Regions from separate parts of the Ctenopharyngodon idella genome. Here region 2 is linked to region 1. The links are chromatin contacts, called in public Hi-C maps. All regions are on one chromosome and are shown on one strand. Each heading gives the region's core, a stretch centred on a gene start, on an enhancer-like site or on the middle of the called end of the contact. The rest is flanking DNA. Distances are from core to core; before and after follow the strand shown. Region 1 holds the start of mtmr10 (myotubularin related protein 10). Region 2 holds the start of sord (sorbitol dehydrogenase).

Region 1 (5,156 bases), core at 1,263-3,762:
ATGTGTGCAACTTGCAGTCTTTCACTATTATGTAAGACTAAGCCAGGTTGACATGAAAGAGTACGTTAATAATGAGTTAAATACAATAACTACAATGTGTGTAACTGGCACACTGATCTGGGAAAGTGGAAACACAATAGTGATCTCGATCCAAGCCTGTCCGGAGCCTCAATAAACACAGTGCTTAAATAAACAAATAAATAAAAAAAATGAAATAAAAGATAAGAAACTGGGTTGTAACCGGGACCAGTATCAATACATCCTGTTCAGTAGGGTTGGGACAGAGCGTTTGTTTCTGTCTAAGTGAACAAGAGATGTATGACAAACAATAGCTAAACATGACACCCAGCTGAGGGTGCTTGTCCAGTAGACCAGTCACTACATTCATGATATGTTCATAATAATAATAATAATAACAACAATAACGTGGCCATAGAATAAAAAAGTCATCTTAAAATGTGCATAAGGTGCATGCACATTCACAAATCCCTGATAAACTTAAATGTCTGTAATTCATCTAGAATGGAAAAAACATGTTTAGTAAAATTACTTATTTTTGAGTAGAAGTATTTATTTTGATCACACTGAAAAGCTTTTTGTCCGAATTTTAAGAATTTATGATGCCAATTAGGCTACATTATAAGTAGGCTACATTATAAGATTCAGTTCATGGTCACATCCATAGGTATGAGACTACAGAAAGAAGTTGAAAACAATAACACCACGCAGCGATAAGGGTGCTGGAAAACAGTTTACAAAACAGGAGCAGTTATCCCTTGTGTTTTTCTACGCGACTGTGATGAGAAATACATTTTCACTCACCATTTTTATTCGTATATTACAGCGCAGCCGATCTTCTGTTATAATCCGTTTTGTAACTGTTTATTAAAATAAAATAAACCTCTTGAAATTCTCGGTGTGATGTCACAGTCTCTTTTGGCCTCTCGTGCTGTTTAATGCCTCCTCAGGACCAGTGTTGTCGCTCCATAATAGTGTACACCGCACCGGTAAACTCGAGCGCACTGACTGTTCTGCAGTGAGCGTCTGCTCTACAAAGTTGAACTTTGTGGCTGCTGTTTGACGGAATCAAAGTGGCAAACAACCCATAAATGGAGAATTTCGTGCGTTGCCTTTGGCCAATAGGAGCGCCGCTCAGCGCGTCATTCCAAAGGGAATCCCACCAGATGATTTCGGGTGTATTAAAGCGTGTGATATATGCGCAGTGTGGCTGCGTAAAATAAATTACCGGTACTACATTACTGCAATGAACCATTAGGTAGAATACAATACAGAAATATTATGGAAGCAAATTTTATTGTTGTATGTATGTATAAAATGATGTATATGTTATCTCTATTTATGTATTTACATTTATGTATTTATGTTGATGTCACATTCTATTAAGAAAAAAAGCTTACAATAAGATGCTTTACTAGTTTAAACCCAATTTCATTTTTATATATTGGAAAAATTTGATATTTATATAAATATATTATTAATATTATTAATATTATATTTCTATAAAATTACATTCTATATCAATTCATCATATGCTATGAAATGTTCGTATTAAAATTTGACAAAAATCTTTCCCCAGCCATAACCTTGCGATCTCATATTCACATTTGAACAGCTTGTATTTCAAGGTGAACCTTTTTTGAAGAACCTTTGACAACATTTTGAGAGAAACTTGACAGATCATACACATGAACGGCAGTCAAATCCGGGCTAACAAATAAAAAGGCTTAACAAAATAATTCACTCTAATTTGTATAATATATTAAAAATAGAAAACAGAGACTTTAAATTGTAATAATATTTCACAATATTACGTTTCACATTTATGATCATATAAATGCAGCGTCACGAGCATGAGATTTCAAAAAAAAAAAAAAAAAAATCTTACCGACCATTACAGGCCATTTACAATTAAAATTTTACCTTTACAAGCCAATTACAACTGGATTATAACATTTTAAATAATTCTATTTGAGTAAGTGTATTCTGAGTAAAGCAGTAATGTATTACCCGTAACTCTATCCTTAAACCCTTTAGATCCACGGGAGGTGGAGCTGGACTAGGTCAAGCTCAAACCGAAGTCCAGAGGGGGAGCTGGACCATTATTTGGCTCTGCAGCGAGCGCCACTTGGAGAAACTCTGTGCGTGCGTGCAGGATTCCGATCATTCCAGCAGGTGGCGTTAAGAGTCCAATAATACACTCGAACTGAAATATCCATAATATGAAAACTATCTATTAATATGCATGCTTTTTTCGACATCGCAACGCACTTACGACTCATTTAAATAGTGGGCTTTTGAAATAATTATAAAGTGTGTTCTCTGCATTCGAATATACATTTCTAGCAGGCTAAATTCCAGCTCAAGGTTCACATTTTGACTCAAAAATAAATGTGTTGAAGTACTTAATAATTTTCTAATTTTAATGGACAAAATGAATATTCGTGTTTAAAAACAGAACGCTCCAATGGTCCACAGGGCTCGCCATAGGCATAGCTCACTCCTGTTTTTTTGTGGTCCAGAGCTGAAGCACGCTGCACCTCCCCATTTCGCCTTTAATAAACATGGCTGAACTGAAGACAAACGTTGAATTAGAGGACTGAGCCCGTCTGCAGCAGCACCACAGGACTCACACACACTCAAACTGTTGAATCAAGCAAGAAGACTGAACATGACGTGAATGTTTAGAGTGGGGAAACTAGCAGCAAAAGTTTGAGTTTGACAGCCGCTAACGAAGAGACTTAAGCGGGACAGACCAGATCCAGCTGAGATACTACTGCATGCATACATACCAGAGACTAAAAACTACTTTTGAATTTATGGAAATTATGCATTTAAATGCATCGTCTACTGAAGAAACCCTGGCTTTGAAGGTCTGAAGTAACCAAAAACAATTTGGCTTACATTTTTAACAGTTTTAAGACGCTTTTATATGGATTTACAGTTCGCATTTTTGTCAAATCGTCCCGTTTAAATGATGTTCTCCGGTAAACAAACGAAGCCTACTTTTAAGTCTTATCTTCCTCCACTTCAGGTGAGTGAGACACTAGCATGCTAACGACTAGCAGCTAAAGACAAGAGTAATCAGTCTCATTTATTGAACTATTATGTTAAGAAAACTGTGTCACCCCATGTGTTTGACATCTGGACGACTGGTAACCTCATACTGTAGTGCAGTCTTCTTCACTTGGTTTGATAGTGGTATATTCTGTAACTTAGGTGTCAGCTGTTCACAGTGGTTACTTTGTTGTTCAGTTAATATCTAAAAAGGACCACGGCACTACCATGTTTTCAGACATGTAGGGAAAGATGCCTCCTTTAAGAACAATGTGGATTTACTTTTAAATTGTATCATATTTAAATATTAATTACATTAAATTAAATAGCGTGTGCTATGGGCGATGCATCTGTCAATGTGTTTGTAAGGAAACCAAACGAGTAGCGATTAGCAAAGTGTCTGAAATGTACATCTATGTCATGAAATTATTGGATAATAACCCCATGAATTACATATATGATTAGTTACAATATAATAATAACAATAGCATGTTACGGGGAGACATCTTACCACAAGGGTATAATTTTATCTTTTCAGTTAAAAAAAAAAAGAAAGTTTTTACTCCACAGATCTAAAAACATTAATCTGTCCACAAATTCCCCATTAACAAATAGACACAAAACCTTTTATATTCAACATAATGCAATGTCACAAATCACTCTTTTCCAGAGACACAAAATTAATCAGTTAATCAATTTGATTGACAAGATGTTACAAATGTTGATATTGAGATGAAATGACAACTCCTTAAAAGTGTTGATATTTCATCTATGGTCAAGAGAAAAATGTAAGAGTAAAGAAGACCTAGTCAACACTTTGTCTTGTATACTTGAAAATGGTTAGGTGATTTTAAGTGTTCTTAATGTTTCACAGACGGATTCAAATAAAAGTCCTCAACTGCCCATCAAGAAACTAGAAGCAAAACTTCTACCAGGTGAGTGATTTTAAAATCTATTTACTTTGGAAAACCGTAGGTGCATCAGTCCTCTTCACAAACAACTTCACAGGGTTGGGGAGGTGTGACTTGGTAGTTGAAGATTTGGTCTGGTAATTGAATGTAGTTTCAAACTCCTGTGTCCTATTTCACAAAGCTGGTTTCTGTGGCTACCCAGGTAAGTGTGAGTTTAGTTTGAGCAAACTCTGTTTTTTTGGGTTCAAGAAGTATTCTTCGCCGTGATTTCTGGCTAACCTTCTCTGGAGCAGGTTTTATTCAGGGTTAGAGATCTGGGTTTCTGGGTAAGAGATCGCAAACCAGAACTGGGGCCTATACCATGAAGACAGTTTAGGTGGATAGCCAGGTATGTTTCAGTTTAGTTTGTGGCAAGCCTGGGTTTCAGGCACTATGAAAGTGGCTCAACTTTAAGCGATGTTCATCATTATAGTAACTTATGATTCATGGCTAACCCGGGGCCTGTACCATGATGGTAGTTGAACAAACTCAGGGTTATAGGATTAGTTTCGAGTTGACAAAACCAAACCACTCCAATCCGGCTTTGTTGGTACCATGATGCTGATCATCAACTTTCTCTGTCAACTCAGGCTTTGGTCCTGAGTTTGTGGACCATGTGCACATGAATGCGTGACATCAGTGGCAAACAGCCAATCACATGCCTTGCAACAGAAAGAAACTGTGATTCACTTCTCGCGAGAGAGCCAGCGCGATTCAAATCTCTTTTGCTGAAGGTTAAGAGATTGAAGAAAATTAAGTATTTAAACTCATTTACACTAAAGAATATACTTGTCCATGAAAGAGAACAAATAAAAGAAATGATCTTGCTCTATCAGTGCAAGTGAAACTTGTGAAGTTAGTTAATATAGTTGATAATATATAGCGATAGAGACTCAAACATGTAAGGTCACATCATATTTAAAGTTTATTTACATCTTATTTATATTACATATGATCCATATATATTAATATTCATTAAAACTAAATGCTTAATAATAACTGTTAAGCTAAAATTGCTTGTGTAATGGATTAATAATAATATAGATCATATAATAATTTTAGAAATCTTATAAATCATAAAATAATTCTAAGTAATAATCATTAAAGCCAGACAATTTCATTGTTAGATTT
Region 2 (5,156 bases), core at 1,145-3,644, 140 kb after region 1:
GGTAAATAAGTTGTAAAAATGACCTGCTATTATTCTAGCATGCCATTAAAAACTGCACTCTGACAATGTTACATAAAATTAAATTTTAACACTTTTCATGATTCATAAATTACAAAAAATATTTATAATTTAATTATTACATCCACTGTAAAGAGAATCACTAAATTCCTATGACTGCTGTACCTGAGAAAAGATAGTGAGGTTACTCTCAAAATCAGCTGGATTAAACAAATGTATTCAAGTGACTGTAGCAAGGCAATAATCAGATGTGGGCCTGGTAGTTGATCTCATGGGTTCTGGTCATTCTTGTCACATTTTAACATGACTTTAACCCCCAGACCCTGACGGGTGGTCTCAAAGGCCTGTACAGCCTGCTCCAGCGGGAAACGGTGGGTGACCAGGGGCTTGACGTTTATCTTCTTAGATGCCAACATAGCAATGGCCATCGGCCAGCTGGAAAAAACAATGAGGTATCATAAGTAAAAGTGCAAAAAAGAGAAAAAGAAACAGTCATAAGTAAATCTCTAGCCCTTGTGGTCCCACTTACGTATTACAATAGCGGAATACACCTCTGATGTCAACTTCTCTGACTGCTGCATTCAGAAGAGGTACGGTGGTCATCTCAGTACCAAGCCCAACCAACACAACCACTCCTCCTGAACGAGTAGCCTAGACAAAAACAATATAATCAGCACAAAAAGTAGGTCCAAGTATGATCAATGATTTTAGCATGTCTAAACACTCAAACAATTATGACGGCAAAATGGAGTTTTCCAATAATGTGAAAGCAGTATGACTTTATTTTTGTCATCAAACTTGCATAGATGGCTGTTTGAATGCTGCTCTGCACTCCAGTGCATTCAATGCTGATTTGAGGCATGCAACCCAGCATTCCCTCCACTTTTTTGGCTATGTCCTGTGGTTCATCCTCTTTCTTCACATGAAGCAGGAAGTCTGCTCCGATCTCTTTAGCCTTGGCAAGCCGATCAGAGGACAAGTCTACAAATACAGATTCAAAATATATTTTTTCTATGTGCAATTTATACATATATAATTACTTTTTATACATACTGATCATATACATTACCACTTATTATTACTTGTGAAGCACCCATGGCTTTGGCCGCCAACAAAGAAACTAGTCCGATTGGTCCTTTGTTGAAGAAAACAAACATATATTTATATACAGTCTTTGTTTGCTATAACCAGTCACATATTTCAAAAGTCATGTTATAAAGATGACATTTCTAAAAATGTTGCAGTGATATTAGATATATATTTTACAGTGCTGACACATTAGAAAAATTGGCAGAGGCCAAGATGTCAGAGGTCAATACACTGATTGGCTAGTTAATATGTAACAGTTGCATAAATATGTGCAATCATTAGAGATGGCTGACCTGCACCGCAGACAAACACTGAGCTTCCGAGAGTGACTCCTGCCCTCCTGCAGGCATGAATGCCCACTGACAGAGGCTCAATCAGGGCTCCCTCCTCATAAGTCACATTATCGGGAAGTCTGCACGCACACAGCCATACATATGATTATTACGCACAGAATGAAAGAACTATGGACTTATAATTTGTCCAGTAATAGTGATCTGACTTGTAGCAGAAGTTAGCACTGTGTTTGTAGTATCTGCACAGGTTTCCATCATCTGGAGGAGTGGCACAGAAGAATATGCTGGGAGAAAGGTTGTAGTGTCCAGATTTAAAGAACTCGTCTACTTCACGAGGAACTCCAGGCTCAACGGCAACTCTGTCTCCTGGGTACAAAAATGAAAGACACAATTAATCCAAGTATAACTGTTAAATTATAACAAATCCAGAACTAACCTGGTTTGAGGTGTGTCACAGCAGATCCCACTTTCACCACACGACCAGAGGCTTCATGTCCCAGTATCATGGGCTGTTTCAACACATAGTCCCCTATGCGGCCGTTCTGCCAATAGTGCACGTCTGATCCACAAATGCCCACAGAGTGCATCTGAAGTAGAACATCTGTAGAAAAGTGGATAAATATGAATACTAAAATGTTAATCATCATTGCAAAGCATTTGGAAATATTGCTTAGTCACACATCTATACCATTTGGTCCTGGCTCCGGGATCGGACGCTGTTCCTGTTAAAGATACAGAAAAGTCTGCAATTACCAATTGCAAATGCAATCAGAGGTCTGCACCAAAATGCATGAAATGTCCTACCAGTCTGAGATCTCCTTTAGAGTGCAGGACCACGGAGAGGTTGTCTTTATCCATTTTATTCTCTTATACACGTATAGAACAACTGATAAACTCCAGACAAATCGTGTACTCAAAGTTCATATACTTATTTGGCTCATGTACTGATCAAGCGCGCTCTCACTCACACACGCGCTGACGCCCCTTGTTTACGGCCATCCCACATCTTCCTGTTTTCTCAGCAGGTCATTCAAGAACATCAAAACTGCGCGCTGCGCAGTCTGCACGAAAACATGTAGAGGAAAGACTAGTTTCTGCATTTTAATATTGTTCTTAAAAAGTAAATAAATACAAAATAACTATAAAATATGGACAGATATTCTTCCCCACTTGCGCTTATGAACTCTGTGGGCATCTTGAACCTCACCATTTATTTAGTCTTATTCAGCCCCAGTTCCAGAAATGCCGGAAGTTGTCTGTTACTATGGTGATGCGCCTAAACTCTCTATTCAACAGCGCCTGTATGTGTTTTTGTTAAATGAAATAAAATGAACGGAGATGATATGGTTCTGGAATGTCTCAATAAACAACAGGAGAGTCTGAACATGAGTCACCGGGGTCTAGTTGTTTTGCCACCTGGCATTTCGAGACTCGTTACCTTGAAAAAACTGTTTCTGAACAACAATCAGCTCATTTTACCACCTGACGAGGTAAGCCATATCTCCAAACCTATGTACGGTGTTTTTCAGACTAGCTAGCTACTCACAAAGTGAATTAATTCGTAGCACATATCATATAATAATGCGTTATTGTATAAGTTATCATTTAATGTAAGCAGAAATCACGTGTTTGCATCCCCCTGTTAGATTCTGCACCTGGAAAAGCTTGAAGAACTGATACTGGATGGAAACCAGCTGACCGTTCTTCCTAGCAACATTGGATCACTGAAACACCTGACTTACCTGGGTGTAAACCACAACCCATTATCTGTGCTCCCAGAAGCAATAGGTGACCTGAGAGAACTGAGGGAGCTCTGGGCTGTTGGATGTGGTCTCATCTCCATACCATTATCTATTGGTAATCTCAGCAAGTTACAGAAACTTGGGCTCCATAATAATAAGATTACACACCTACCTTCAAAATTTGGAGCCCTCAGCAGTTTGCAGTGGTTAAACTTAGCTGATAATAAACTTCAAGACCTCCCGGAAGAGGTTAATCACTTACAGTCTCTGGTCTTCATGAATCTGGACAAGAACTGTTTCACACACATCCCTACTGCACTAACAGGTTAGAAACTTCCCACTTAATGAAATGACTACTTATGACATCTACTTTTTTCTCCACAAGTGGCTCTTTAATGTATTCTTACACAGTAAAAAACACATGGCAATACGGATACAATTCAATACAAGAAGCCGCTGCACCTTTGATCTGTTGCTTTGCTCTTATTAGATATAGGCCTACATTTAGAGGACTAATAGTTGATCTTTCACTCTCTTTATTATTGCTAATGGTTATTAGATGTAAATTCCTGTTTGTTCCCTTTAGTGCTCATGTGTAATTTTATATGTGTTTCCAGACATGGCAAATCTGCAGATCCTGTCTGTTAAATTTAACAGCATCAGATCACTGGAGGATTACTTAATCCCTGCTTTCAGCAGACTTATAAAACTTGACCTCAGAGAAAATCCTTTAATGGATAGACCACCTCACTGGAAGGTAATTAACCATCAACAGAAAATAAACACAGACACAGTTTGTTTCAAGTATGTACTTTTAATATTACTATTGCTATTCTCTGTAACCCATATCAAATCACCTCTGTTCACATACAGGGATTGGATTTCATATTGCTGGGAAAAGTGTGATTTACTGAAGAAGCAGATTCATATGAGATATGCAGAAACTGAAAATGAACACCCAGTTGCATTAAATACTTTTGTCAGTGAAACATATGAAACAACGAGAAGTGGATTTATACGAGGCACAATATACAGTATTACATTTCTTTGTGACAATAAGGAGGTGTCACATTATTAGATCTTGAAACATTATGGCCATGGAGGGAGGGAAGAAAATCATAAAGTTCTCCTGAATACCTCTTCATTTGATCGATATGAGCATATCCTGCAAAAGAGACATAACAATAAACAGTTTCGAAATGTGAGAATATGTGCATTATGGGTGAAAGTAGGGTGTCAGTTTTATCTGTTAATTAAGTACCTGAGATCATGTTGTTAACAGGATATTGCCGCATCTCACAGCATGAACACACTTTGTTCGGTGATGCAACAGCCTGGTAATCATCCTGGCTAATATATAACACGAACATGAAGATAACATGAGGTTAAACCATGTTTTTATAAAGATAAAGGGCTGTGGTAGTGAAAGTAATATTTGGACCTCAGTTGTGTCTATGTAAGTGAAAAGGAACAATATGAATGAACTACTGTATGGATTTCAAGATAAAATTCACTACAATTAATTTATGCTTTCTTACAAAATCTATATACAATTCAGACATATTTAAAAAAAAAAAATTAATTTAATATTTAGTTAATGCATACCTGTTCTTCTCTCTCACTGGTTGATCTTCAGTCTCATCAGACAGACTGTCTTCAGACATTTCAGTTTTTAATTGTTCTTCACACATCACCTTTAATAATAAATAACAACTGAGAAGCTAGCAAATGACAATGTGGAATAGCCAGACATGGGTTTAACAACAGCATGTTCTCCTACCTGTTCATCCTTTTCCCAAATAAACCTTCCAATTACCACTCTCATTTCTAAGAAAAAAATTGGAACTGTAACCAGGCATGAAGTATTAAATGTAACAATTATTTACATTAGAACTTGTCACTAACAATAATGTTTATAAAACGGTTAGTTCATGTCTTTGATTCTGACTGGTCAATAGCTGTGTTTTATTCATGATAAAACACGGCTATGACCGCTTCACCCATCGTTTCTGTG

Evidence for each region. A called contact is a pair of places that touch in the nucleus more often than the background predicts.
Region 2: a contact with region 1 is called in a Hi-C map of muscle, with 6 times the contacts expected there. The contact joins the promoter of sord here to the promoter of mtmr10 in region 1. A contact is called at or near these places in 2 of 2 Hi-C or Micro-C datasets (both in muscle).

Annotation. Positions count from the first base shown.
Region 1 is chr7:6,642,736-6,647,891 of HZGC01, forward strand. mtmr10 (myotubularin related protein 10) reads left to right here and starts at 2,513. Exons shown (of 16, transcript XM_051899111.1): 1 at 2,513-3,052; 2 at 3,950-4,010. The coding sequence starts at 2,993. myo1ea (myosin IEa) reads right to left here and starts at 1,089. Exons shown (of 29, transcript XM_051899895.1): 1 at 823-1,089. The coding sequence starts at 825.
Region 2 is chr7:6,779,193-6,784,348 of HZGC01, forward strand. sord (sorbitol dehydrogenase) reads right to left here and starts at 2,395. Exons shown (of 9, transcript XM_051898753.1): 1 at 2,205-2,395; 2 at 2,089-2,122; 3 at 1,837-2,001; 4 at 1,607-1,766; 5 at 1,401-1,519; 6 at 1,088-1,153; 7 at 821-999; 8 at 548-669; 9 at 1-453. The coding sequence starts at 2,258. The coding sequence ends at 288. It overlaps LOC127515282 (a long non-coding RNA gene), which reads left to right and starts at 2,563. Exons shown (of 4, transcript XR_007930805.1): 1 at 2,563-2,890; 2 at 3,047-3,467; 3 at 3,760-3,899; 4 at 4,016-4,160. terb2 (telomere repeat binding bouquet formation protein 2) reads right to left here. Exons shown (of 8, transcript XM_051898754.1): 5 at 4,923-4,969; 6 at 4,748-4,836; 7 at 4,404-4,492; 8 at 3,943-4,307. The coding sequence ends at 4,180.